Regions from separate parts of the Ovis aries genome. Here region 1 is linked to region 2. The links are chromatin contacts, called in public Hi-C maps. All regions are on one chromosome and are shown on one strand. Each heading gives the region's core, a stretch centred on a gene start, on an enhancer-like site or on the middle of the called end of the contact. The rest is flanking DNA. Distances are from core to core; before and after follow the strand shown. Region 1 overlaps TNS4 (tensin 4). Region 2 holds the start of TOP2A (DNA topoisomerase II alpha).

Evidence for each region. A called contact is a pair of places that touch in the nucleus more often than the background predicts.
Region 1: a Hi-C map of mixed tissues shows a contact between it and region 2, with 4 times the contacts expected there. The contact joins the enhancer-like site here to the promoter of TOP2A in region 2. A contact is called at or near these places in 3 of 16 Hi-C or Micro-C datasets (mixed tissues, omental adipose tissue and tail adipose tissue).

What each region holds. Positions count from the first base shown.
Region 1 is chr11:40,459,181-40,464,889 of ARS-UI_Ramb_v3.0, forward strand. It overlaps TNS4 (tensin 4), which reads right to left. Exons shown (of 13, transcript XM_042256727.2): 3 at 326-749. Among named protein-coding and RNA genes, the nearest start is that of TNS4, 8.7 kb to the right of the region's middle. Within about 2 kb of position 4,076, at least 4 of the 54 cell types and tissues checked have an H3K27ac peak or open chromatin away from gene starts, as enhancers often do.
Region 2 is chr11:40,400,062-40,405,826 of ARS-UI_Ramb_v3.0, forward strand. It overlaps TOP2A (DNA topoisomerase II alpha), which reads right to left and starts at 1,883. Exons shown (of 34, transcript XM_060394892.1): 1 at 1,754-1,883; 2 at 738-893; 3 at 438-528; 4 at 109-172. The coding sequence starts at 1,774.

The DNA of each region.
Region 1 (5,709 bases), core at 2,826-5,325, 61 kb after region 2:
GTGTTTTGTTTTTTTTTTTCAATCTTCCTACAGATGGGCTGTAGGAGGGCTGGACAGGATACAGGTGAGCCTCATTAATGCAGTAGTTCTTTTCCCAGGAGGTAAATAGAAGTCAAGATTTTCCTATATTGAATGATATTCTAAATGCTTGAGGAAAGCTTGAGAGCCAAATGGCATGAAAGAGAACATTCATTTTTATTTCTGGTACAGTCCCAGATTTTGCTCAGAAAGAGCGGGATGTCTGATTTAGGGTGCGTGCGTGTGTGTGTGTGTGTGTGTGTGTGTGATGAAGGCAACATCAGAAGCTGCAGTGGGAGTTACCTACCTTCCAAACACATAGCTGACATCAGACGCTGGGCTGCCTGAGAGCATGGAGACTCTGCTGCTCAGTTGTGGGCCCTGGCCCCCCAGTCCCTTCTCCAAGCTTGGGGAAGCCACCAGTGGGGAGCCCAAGCCATGGGGGCCTGAGGCCTTACTCCCCATGCCAGGAATGGAGATGCTGGGAGATGTTGGGGGGTGAGAGGAGGGAGCTGTCGAGAGGGGAGCGGGCTGCTGGTGCCCCCTGCCCTGGCTCCCGGAGAAGATGAGGCTCTCGCTGCTGCTTCGAGTCTCTCGGGGGAGGTCTCTGGAAAGGAGGAGGCCGCCAGTGCGTGGGGAGCCGAAGGGTGGGGTGACAGATGGGCTGCAGCAGCTCCGCGGGCCATCGTGGCACCTTGACCTGGTGGAGGTCACCTCGATGTACTTTATATCTTTGGGGAGAGAAGCAGAGCATTGGTGAAACCAGGGAGCTTGGACTCGCAGAACAAGGATGCTGGAGGAGTCCTCAAGACCATCTGGTCTCTTCTTTCTTAGAGAGTGATGAGCTGAGCTGTGCTCTGCTTAGTCATTCAGTCGTGTCTGACTCTTTGCGACCCCATGAACTGTAGCCCACCAGAGGAGCCTAGTGGGCTACAGTCCATGGGAACTTCTCCAGGCAAGAACACTGGAGTGGTTGCTGTGTCCAGGTGTCCTGAACTGCAGGCAGATTCTTTACAGTCTGAGGTACCAGGGAAGCCCATGTATATGTGGGTTTCCTAGATGGTGCTTGTGGTAAAGAACCTTCCTGCCAATGCAGGAGACATTAAGCGACGTGGGTTCAGCCCTTGGGTTGGGAAGATCCCCTGGAGGAGGGCACAACCCACTCCCGTATTCTTGCCTGGGGAATCCTGTGGACAGAGAAGCTGGCAGGCTACAGTCATTGGGGTCACAAAGAGTGAGACATGACTGAAGCGACTTAGCACGCATATATTTTAAATTTGTGGCTGCGCCCCATGGCATGTAGGATCTTAATGCCCCAACCAGGGATCAAGCCCATGTAACCTGCAGTGGAAGTGTGGAGTCTTAACCACTGGACCACCACGCTTTCTTATACAGATGAGGAAACTGAGGCCCAGGGAGATGTCTGTTGGAATCAGGGTCAGCCTCCAGCTTCACCTTCAGGGACCAGTTTCAATGTCACCCTCTCTGTGACAACTGCCCGTGGGTGGAGAGGGACTGTGACATGAACACGGGCTCTGGAGTCAGACAGACCTGGGTTTCAAATCTGGCTCTGCCCCTTGCTCTCTGAGAGCCTGGCCAAGTGGCTTGACCACCTAGAGCCTCAGTTTCCAGGCCTGTAGAATTGGGTGGCTATACCCAGCCTCTTGGTGTTACAGGAAGGCTGAACTGAGATGAATGGAGGTGGCACAGCCCAGCGTCTGGCACATAGTAAAACTGAGAGATCCTCTCTTTCCTGTGTGTTCCACTCCCCAGCTGGAATGACTGCACCGGTCACATCTTGAGATGTCTCTATTACTCAGGCCGGTGAAAGCGGTTTCTATGTCTGTGCCTGCAACGGAGGCAGGGATTCTCAAGCTTGGTTGCACGCTAGAATTACCAGATGAGCTTCAAAAAGTCCTAAAGCTCAGGCTCCGTCTGGTGCCAATTAGATCAGAACCTCCAGGGGTGGGCCCAGGCCTCAGGGTGTTAGCTTAGTTCCCTAGGTGTTTTCACTGTGCACTGGACTGCACCGCTGTGCACCGGCTCTGCAGCACCCCTTCACCAGGGAGCTGGGAGACTGTGCAGAATCTCCGGCTCTACCCTAGGCCTACTGAATCAGAATGTGCATTTTAGCAACATCCCAGGGGAGCTGGGTGCACCTTGGAGTTTGACAAGTCAGCGTTAGGGTTCAGTTGCGCGCGAGAACTCCCTGGGGGCAGGGCTTGCCTGCCTTACTGAGCTGTAGACTCTTAGCACCTGAGGCTGCTGACTCACTCTGATGCTCTTTCATTCCTACTGGGGGCACCTAGGACTCTTGTTCCTCCCTGGAGTAGGGCACCCTCTCCTCCTGACTTGGGGGAGGGGAGCTGTTCTTCGTGCTGTTCTGGGAAAGGAAGTGAACGAAGGGGCTCACTGAGCTGCTCCCTTCTAGAGGGTCGTGAGTCCTACCTCTGGCTTCCCAAGATGAAGACTAGGGCAGAGTCAGTGGGAAACCGTACCCTTAACTCCCATCTGCCAGCCTCCCACCCCCCTGGGCTCTGGCACATGCACTATCCCCCCTCACCACCCTGGAAGTCCCTGCCCACCCCAGCCCGCTCTGGGCCAGGAACTTTTGGCCCTGCTCATGGTTACTGCCTCTGTAGGAGCCTGCTTGGGCTGGATAGGGGTGGAGGATTGCATCAGATGGAGGGGGGAGGCTGGCAGGTCAACCTGGGCATGCTGTTCCAGGGGGTGGAGGAACAGGCCTGGCTTTGTCGACAAACAAACCTAGGTGTGAATCTAGGCTTTACCACTTTCCCGCCAAGAATCATCAGGTAATTTTCCTAACTGCTCTGAGCCTCAGTTTCCTCATCTGTAAAGTGAGGATCTAAAACCTACCTCCCAAGATTCTGGTGAGGATGAGATACACTGATGAATGGAGCCTGGAACCTGGCCCATGGTGGGCTTCAAAGAGCGTCTCCTGCCGGCCTGCTTTTGAGGGGCAGTATTGGCCAGCTGGCTAATACTCTGGCTAAGGTGGGGGTCTCACTGATGAGGGAGAGAGAATATTTGGTACAATGTATTGTGGGCTCTGTAAGGGAAGTTTTGGAATGGGGTAGATTCTTCTGCAAGGTTGGCAAGCACGACTTTTTTTTTTTTTTTTAAATAGGTTTTTATAGTATTTATGGGCTTCCCTGGTGGCTCAGGTGGTAAGAAATCTGCCTGCAATGAAGGAGACCCGGGTTCGATCCCTGGGTTAGGAAGATCCCCTGGAGAAGGGAATGGGTGCCCACTCCAATATTCTTGCCTAGAGAATTCCATGGACAGAGGAGCCTGGTGGTCCATGGGCTCACAAAGAATCAGACACGGCTGAGTGACTAACACTTTCACTTTCACAGTGCTTATACTCATAATCCTCTCAAACCTCAAGACTGCCCTTATGCCCAGTGCCAGCAGGCACTGCTGTTACAGTGCAGGAAACTGAGGCTCGGAGAAATGTAAGGGTAGAGCTAAGATTTATTGCACCTTTTAAAACAAAGGCTGGTATTTACTGAGCATTGTGGGCTAGCACTGCCACAGGCATATTACCTGTGTTAGCCCACTTAACCCTCATGGCAACTTGACTGAGGTAGGAAACATTCTTAATTCCATGTCAGATGAGAAGTCAAGGCTCAGAAGGGTTGAGGAGGGATTCCCCTGGTGGTCCAGTAGCTAAGACTCCACGCTCACGATGCAGGGCCCTAGATCCCACAGGCCACAGTTAAAGATCCCATATGCCGCAGTGGAGATCGAAGGTCCAGCATGCTGCAACTAGGAGCAGCCAAACAACTACATGAATAATGTTACAGAAAGGGTCGAGGAAACTGATCCCTGCTTCTGTGCGCTCTCTGGGAGCTCTTCCACGGAGACCGGCTCCTCGGGACCCTTTGCCAAGGCCTTGCCCTTAAGTAGGTGCTCAGCGGCTTTGGGGAGGGTCTCCTGGCCTGGTGAAGAGACCAAAGGCCTAGCCGAGGGACCCAGAAAGAGCAAGCAGACTCGAGCAGGAAGGGAAGGAGGAGCCCTGGAGCTGTGAGTCACTCCTGCTGCTGTAGCCTGGCCTCGAGGTGGATGTGGCTGGGGTGGCAGGGCCCCCGCCCCATCACCTGCGTGCAGTTGCTGTTTACAGGCCCGTGGGGCAAGTCTGAGCAGTGCTGGGTGGATGCAGGCGCCGGTACCAGGCCGGGTGGGTGGAGGGGGGCCTGTGTGGGTGGGGGGCGGACAGACGGTTATTAAACACCCTTCACTCAGGATTGGCAAACTGCCTTGCCTGGCAGAAATTCTGGAAAATAAAATGGAGGCCTGTTCCAAAGATGGGGAGGGCTGGCAGAGGAGGGGATATGGTGTTTGCTTCTAGAAGCTGTGTCCCTGGGGGTGGTGGATACATGCCTGCTCCCCACTACCACGCCACCCCTGGCGCACCTCTGGTTAATCTGAAGGAAGGTCAGCAAGAGGCAGAAGCAGAGAAACTGGAGGAGGGGGGTGCGGTGTAAACTCAGTGAAGCCCTGGAGGGCAGAAAACTTGCTCTGAGGAAGAAAGAAAAGTTAGAATATGGACTTTGGAGCCCAGAGGCCTGGGCTTTGAGCTGACCTACCACTCACTAGCTGTGTGACTGTGACCATCACTTCCTCTCCCAGAGCTTCAGTCTTCTCATCTGTAAATGAGGTTTCCACTATTTTCTTCCCAGGGTAGACACTGGGATCATGCTTACAAAAATCCCTCTATACATTTTTAAGGGAGGGATCGATATAGGATAGCCAACGTTTAACTTTTGATTCTGCCAAGTTGGGACAAAGAGAAGCTGTGAACATCTGCTAGCATCACAATTACAGAACCTCTTCCACTCAACACGCCAAAAGTAGGAAGAGTGGGCGTGCAAACAGAGGGGCCCTACACACTGGGTACATTTGGCTGGGTGAAGACTCACTGAGGGGCTGTGGGCTGGTGAGAGCTTTGTCACCAGGAGCAGTGGTCTGAGGGGAGGGTTTGGGGAGAGAGGTGCGCTCACCACAGTGACAGGCAGGCTCTTACTATTCTTGTGATGGCAAAGAACTTCCAACAGAGAGCTGACCCTCTGGATATCCTAGGAGGCAGTAAGCTCCCAGGCATCATTGGTGTTCAGGCAGAGGTAAGAGGAGAGGAGTTTTAGAAATTCCATCAAGGGGAGCTGCCGCTAAGTCGCTTCAGTCGTGTCCGACTCTGTGCGACCCCATAGATGGCAGCCCATCAGGCTCCATCGTCCTTGGGATTCTCCAGGCAAGAACACTGGAGTGGGTTGCCATTTCCTTCTCCAATGCATAAAAGTGAAAAGTGAAAGTGAAGTTGCTCAGTTGTGTCCGACTCTTAGTGACCCCATGGGCTGCAGCCTACCAGGCTCCTCCGTCCATGGGATTTTCCAGGCAAGAGTACTGGAGTAGGGTGCCATTGCCTTCTCCTCAAGGGGAGCTAGGTGGCTTCATCAGGACCCTGGGACCACTGCTGCCCTCTGGCGCCCCCTGCTGCCAAGAGTCTGGTGGTCACATCCTCACAAGAGCAGGTTGTGCCTAGGGCATCTGAAAGGGCTGATTACTGCCCATCCCTCCCTTGGAGGAAGGGCCCTCTTGTCAACACCCTAACCCCAAACATGTGCACGCTACCCAGAGACTGCTCTCACCCTAGTTGGCCTTGAATGCATG
Region 2 (5,765 bases), core at 633-3,132:
TTTTGCAAAATTCCATTAAAAAAATGCTCAACTTTACTATAAATCAAGTAAATGCAATTAACAGCAACAGGGTGCTACAAAAAACAAAAGACTAAGCAGGAGACTTACGGGTCAATTGTGATTCTAATACAAGACATTTTTGGGTCCCTTTGTTTGTTGTCTGCAGCATTGACTGAAAGAAAAAACACATTTGTAAAAAGTTAAAGTATTTTAGAAAACACTCTTTACCTCTAAGATACAAAAAGAAAAAAAATCTCAGGCAGTGCAGGAGTAACATTGATGAGGTATTCATTTAGCAATTTTTATTCATAGGACTGTTTCTAAGAACTCAACTTCCTAGATTCCAGCAGACTGTCTAACCTTTGCCAACTGTTTTTTGGTAGGAATAATACTTCTCACATCTGACCAGCAGATCTTTGTATTAAGAATATACTTACCTAGAATCTCATCAAAGATTTTGTACAAACCAGGAACATAAGTGACTTCCCTATAGTTAATGCCAGTATCTTCATCGTAAACCCACATTTGCTAGAAATAAGACAAAGAAACAGGGTTACTTTATATATCTACTTCGTTTTATTATCATGGTTCCTGTAAAGTCTTCTCAGTTAGTATGACAATGTAGATGATAGCTTAGGCCAGTTGCAGAAGACAAAGTACATGAAATATAGAAAATTAACCTGGACAAGTATTCATCTTAACTACTTAGTAACTACATTTAATTAGCCTGATTTTACCTGGGTCACTGATTCCACAGAGCCAATGTAGGTGTCTGGGCGGAGCAGGATATGTTCCAGTTGTGTTTTCTTTTGATAGATTCTTTCAACAGACAATCTTTTCTTAGCATCTTCATTTTTCTTTGTTTTGCTGACTTGCATATTTTCGTTTACAGGCTAGGAATTTTTTAAAAAATTGAAGAAAAGGGATTTTGAATCATAGGTTTATCAGAAACCAGAAACAAAATACCTATCATAGTGATCTGCTTACACACACCAAAACAAATCAGACTTTTGGTAGGTTATCAGTGGAGCTGACATAGTGTTGTACAAACATGGCAATATAAGTTAACTGCAGCAGGTTCCCCCCAAGTGTCAGTTTAAACAGACATATTATTTTGCCCTGTGTATCTGACATGGAAATACTTCCATGCGTTAGATGCCATCAACAGCACACATCCCCTTTTTTCAGGTACTCCACACATATCTACTGAGTGCCTACCAGGTCTCAGGCACATAATAGATTCTACAGTAGCAGTTTGGGAGGATAGGGATTCCATCCTTTGGACACGTTAACGTTTTAAACACAGGAGGGACTTATTTTGAGCATCGGACCTGCCGGCTCCATAGTGGGAACCCTGTTCCTTGCTCTGCACTGTCCAAAGTTAGGGTCATCCAATCCCATTTTCAGCCCCAGGTGGGAGAGGAAAGCATCTCTCAGTGCCGCGTAAAGCTACATGCGGACCACGATCCCATCGACCTACACCGGGACCAAATGAATCTCTAGAAACAGTGAAACACAACGCCGCACCCTAGAAGCCAGTACAGCCAACAATACTTCACTACTAGCACCAGAAAAAGGTTTCATTCAGTCTCTTCGCGATCACGCCGAGCCCAGGGGACCCGAGTAGACGCGGAAAACCCGCGCCCAGCCCTCGGCGGCCGGACCACGACCCAGACGCCTCTCTCTCACCGGCAGCCGGAGAGATGCCGGGCCGCGCTGAGGCTCCGCGACGCCCCCCTCCCGCGAGCTGTACCTGTAGTGGCGACACCTCCATGGTGACGGTCGTGAAGAGGCTCGAGAACCCTGCAAGTGACTAAACCGGTGGGACCCTCGAGACAATCACGGAGCAAGCCTCTTCTCCACAGACGCACGTCGGTTAGGAGAGAGCTTCCCCTCCGGTTTGAACCTTCCTCTAGCCCGCCCAAACCAGATAGGCCAATCGTTGACGCGCTCTCATCAGTTCCGTCCCGAGAAACCAATCAAGGCTGTTTTTTTATATTCACCAATAAACAGCTGAGCTGGCCCGTTCGAATGAACCAATTAGAGGAGGGAGGCGGGACTAGAGGGTTTTAAAAGACACCACTCGGCGTCGTTGCTGAGGGACGGACAGGGAATCTAGCGAATGAGCAGGGGTAGTTTGTTCTCTCTGTGTAACTCCGGAAAAATGCGCTGTGAAAGTGGGATCCAGGTTGGGGGGAAAAAAAGGAGAGGATATGTATACCCCGAAGCTGGTATCTTCTTTCAGGTCCCTAAAATCTGAAGACTGTCCTCCATCCTGATTTTTTCTTTTTTCTTTTTTTAAAGGAACGGGAGTCCTAGCTCCGTTTCCTGGGAAAACTGAGCGCCAGCTTTCTGGACAAGCAGCCGGGGCATTCGGTTCAGTTCAGCAAACCGGGCGTCTGCCTCAAAGCCCGCCCCTCCACCCCTAGAGTTTATCTTTGAAGAAACAAAAGCCATGCTTGGCCGTACGTGAACGTAGCTGGGGTTTTCGTATAACGGCAGGGCATAGAGAGGCCACATAAAAGAGAGAGACCAGCGTTCAAAACCCCCGAAAGAGCGGCTTGAGGCAGCGACTTGTCAGTTAGAGGGGGTAATTTATAGTCACCGCCTCAGGAGTTGAGGATGGTTTAGGTGCCATTCTAAGGCAGTAACTTTTTCCTCAGACGACCAGCAGAATGTCCTCGTAGTTGTTACTTTTATTCTTCTCTGTGTTGTTCCCTGAACCCTGGAGTCCATATTTGACTGCTGCTGCTGCTAGGTCGCTTCAGTCGTGTCCGACTCTGTGCGACCCCATAGATGGCAGCCTACCAGGCTCCCCCGTCCCTGGGATTCTCTAGGCAAGAACACTGGAGTGGGTTGCCATTTCCTTCTCCAATGCATGAAAGTGAAAGTGAAGTCGCTCAGCCGTGTCCGACTCTTAGCGACCCCATGGAGTGCAGCCTACCAGGCTCCTCTGTCCATGGGATTTTCCAGGCAAGAGTACTGGAGTGGGGTGCCATTGCTTTCTCCGCCATATTTGACTAGGAAATGCCAAAGACCGAAATGTTTACTACTCTGACGTTTAAATGTTCAAATGTGTGTTTTTTCTTCCTGTCCTCAATCGATAATGTTAAAATGACAAAAAAGAAAAGTCATTGGCCTCACAAGATGCTAGAAAAAAATAACTGCACAATTTGAATGACTGTGAATTCCATCAGAAATATTAATACCTCCTTCCAATCATTATTCCCTGAGTTTCAACCCTGACTAGGCATTTTGCCAGTTGTGTGATCTTGATGAAGGCAGCTTCTCAGTTGCTTTCTTTTCCTCTGCTCAAAAAAGGGAATAAAAATAACAGCATTACCTCAGGGTAGTGTGAGGATTACAGGAAGATAAGGTGTTTAGAACAGTAGACCAACAGTTTCAGAATCAGAAAGCAGGGGTTTTCTTTACACTAGCATAAATTTGTGGGCTTAATCCTTTTTTTCCTTCTAAAACCAAGTCAACCTCCGCAGGGTATCCAACGCCCACTCTGCCGGCAAAGCCTCTGGGAAGGCCAGTGAGGCCAGTGAGGAGAGAGTATGTTGTGACCGGATGTCAAGGATGGAAGTGGCCCATGTGCTATGTGCCAAGTCACTTCAGTAGTGTCTGACTCTTTGTAACCCTATCGACTGTAGCCTGCCAGGCTAGGATAATTGGAAAAGCCAAAGGAATAGGGTTTTGGCATTGCTCTGGTCCCTATCCTCTTGGTTTCCTGGTCTCCATTGTTTACAGCTCCACTCTGCTCAACCATGTGCATTGATACAGAAAGGCAACCTTAATGCACCAGACCACCAGGGTCTCAGAGCAGTTGTAGGGAAGCCCATTCAGTAGCTTCTGTCCATCTAGAAGGCTGATGGGCTTGGGGTCCAGGGCAAGCCTGTCATTCCCTATAGCTTCCCCAAGACAGAGGATTACCTTGAAAGTCAGACACCAGCCATGCTGCCTTCTATCTCTTGGAACACAAAGGCCCCATGTATTAAGGGTGGGTGGGCATCCTTCCTTAAAATGGCAATGCAGCCTCTGCTTCATGGCCTCTACCTTGCCCAGTCTGCAGTTCCCTGCAAGACCCATCTGAGGATGAGGCAATAGGAATTTAATAAGCTGCTCCAGTTCTGTTTTCTGGTATCCAGTTTTAAATCCCCCATGCATTTTAGCCTGATCCTGATTGTGTGGGTCTTTGTTCCAATGGCCCTGAAGCATAGCTGGGGAGTCAAAAGGACTGTGCAGTCACACATGCCTGAATCAGATATCTCCCTGAGTCTCAGTTTCCCATGCCAGTATCTATTATCAAAGGTGTGTGTGTGTGCTAAGTTGCTTCAGTTGCTAAGTTGTGTGCAACTCTTTGTGACCCTATGGACTGTAGCCCACCAGGCTCCTCTGTCCATGGGATTCTCCAGGCAAGAATATTGGAGTGAGTTGCCATGCCTTCCTCCAGGGGATCTTCCTGACCCAGGGATCAAACCCACATCTCTTATGTCTCCTGCATTGGCAGCAGGGTTCTTTACCATTAGTGTCACCTGGAAAGCCCTTTATCTAAGGTACACAGGGCTAAATGAGATATGGAAGCACCTAAGACAGCCTTCCAGTCCTCTAGTACAGGGGGTGGGGGTGGGGTGGTAGGGGGTGGGTTTCTCTTCTGGACAAAAGTTGTTTCTCTTTTAGCCCCTCCTCCTTTCCAGAGACTATCACAGAGGATCCTGCAGGACTTGAGTGGGGAGAAGGGGAGGAAGGAAGTCTGGATGAGTGTCCTGGCAGGCATTGTCCACAAACAGGGAGTTCTGGGGGCCTGACAGCCTATAGTCGTGGGAGGCAGGAAGGGATTGGGAGTCAGTTCCAAGGAGAGAGGGGGCTGCTATCATTCTCATGATCCTCCCCAACTTCCACCTTCCCCCAACTCTGCAGGGGCCCAAACTACTACATACTCTGACCTTATTCCCATCTCTACTCTGACCTACAGGGGTGAAGTTGAGTACCTGAGTCAGACTGCTGATTTGTTGGATGTATGACCTTGGGCGAGTCACTCAGGCTCACTGTACTTCCGTTTCTTCATCTAAAATGGAGATGATGTGGGATGTCCCTGGTGGTCCAGTGGTTAAGACTTCGTCTTCCAATGCAGCGGATGTGGGTTCGATCCCTGTTCAGGAAGGTAAGATCTCACATGCCTCGCAGCCAAAAAAACCAAAACATAAAACAGAAGCAGTATTGTAACAAAATTTTATGTGAACTTTAAAAGAATGGTCCACACACACACACACAAAAAATAATAATAAGGATAATGAGAGTACCTTCACAGAGGGTGAGATAATACATGCAAAGCACTTAGTGCGATCCTTGGCAAATAGTAAGTGCTCAAAACACATTAGCAGATACTACCTCTACTCCTTGTCAAGATCTTCCTCCCTTGTCCTGGCCAGTTTTCCCAAGTCCACTCTTCCGTTGACTTAAAAAAAATGCACAACATGAGAGTTGCGAGTTAAGTTTTATTTGGGGCAAAATGAGGACTGCAGCCTGGGAGACAACACCTCAGATAACTCTGAGAAACTGCTCCAAAGAGGCAGACGGGGAGGGATAGTTAAATATGTGATTTTGGTGAAGGAGAAATAAATGCAGTCAACCACAAATTTTACCGAAAGTTTTCTGCTAGTCTCATGAAGCTTTCTGCTAGTCACGAGGAACAGACATCACCATGAAGGATTTTAGTGCTTTTCTAAGTATGAAGGGATACAAGAATTGGGCTCATAGAT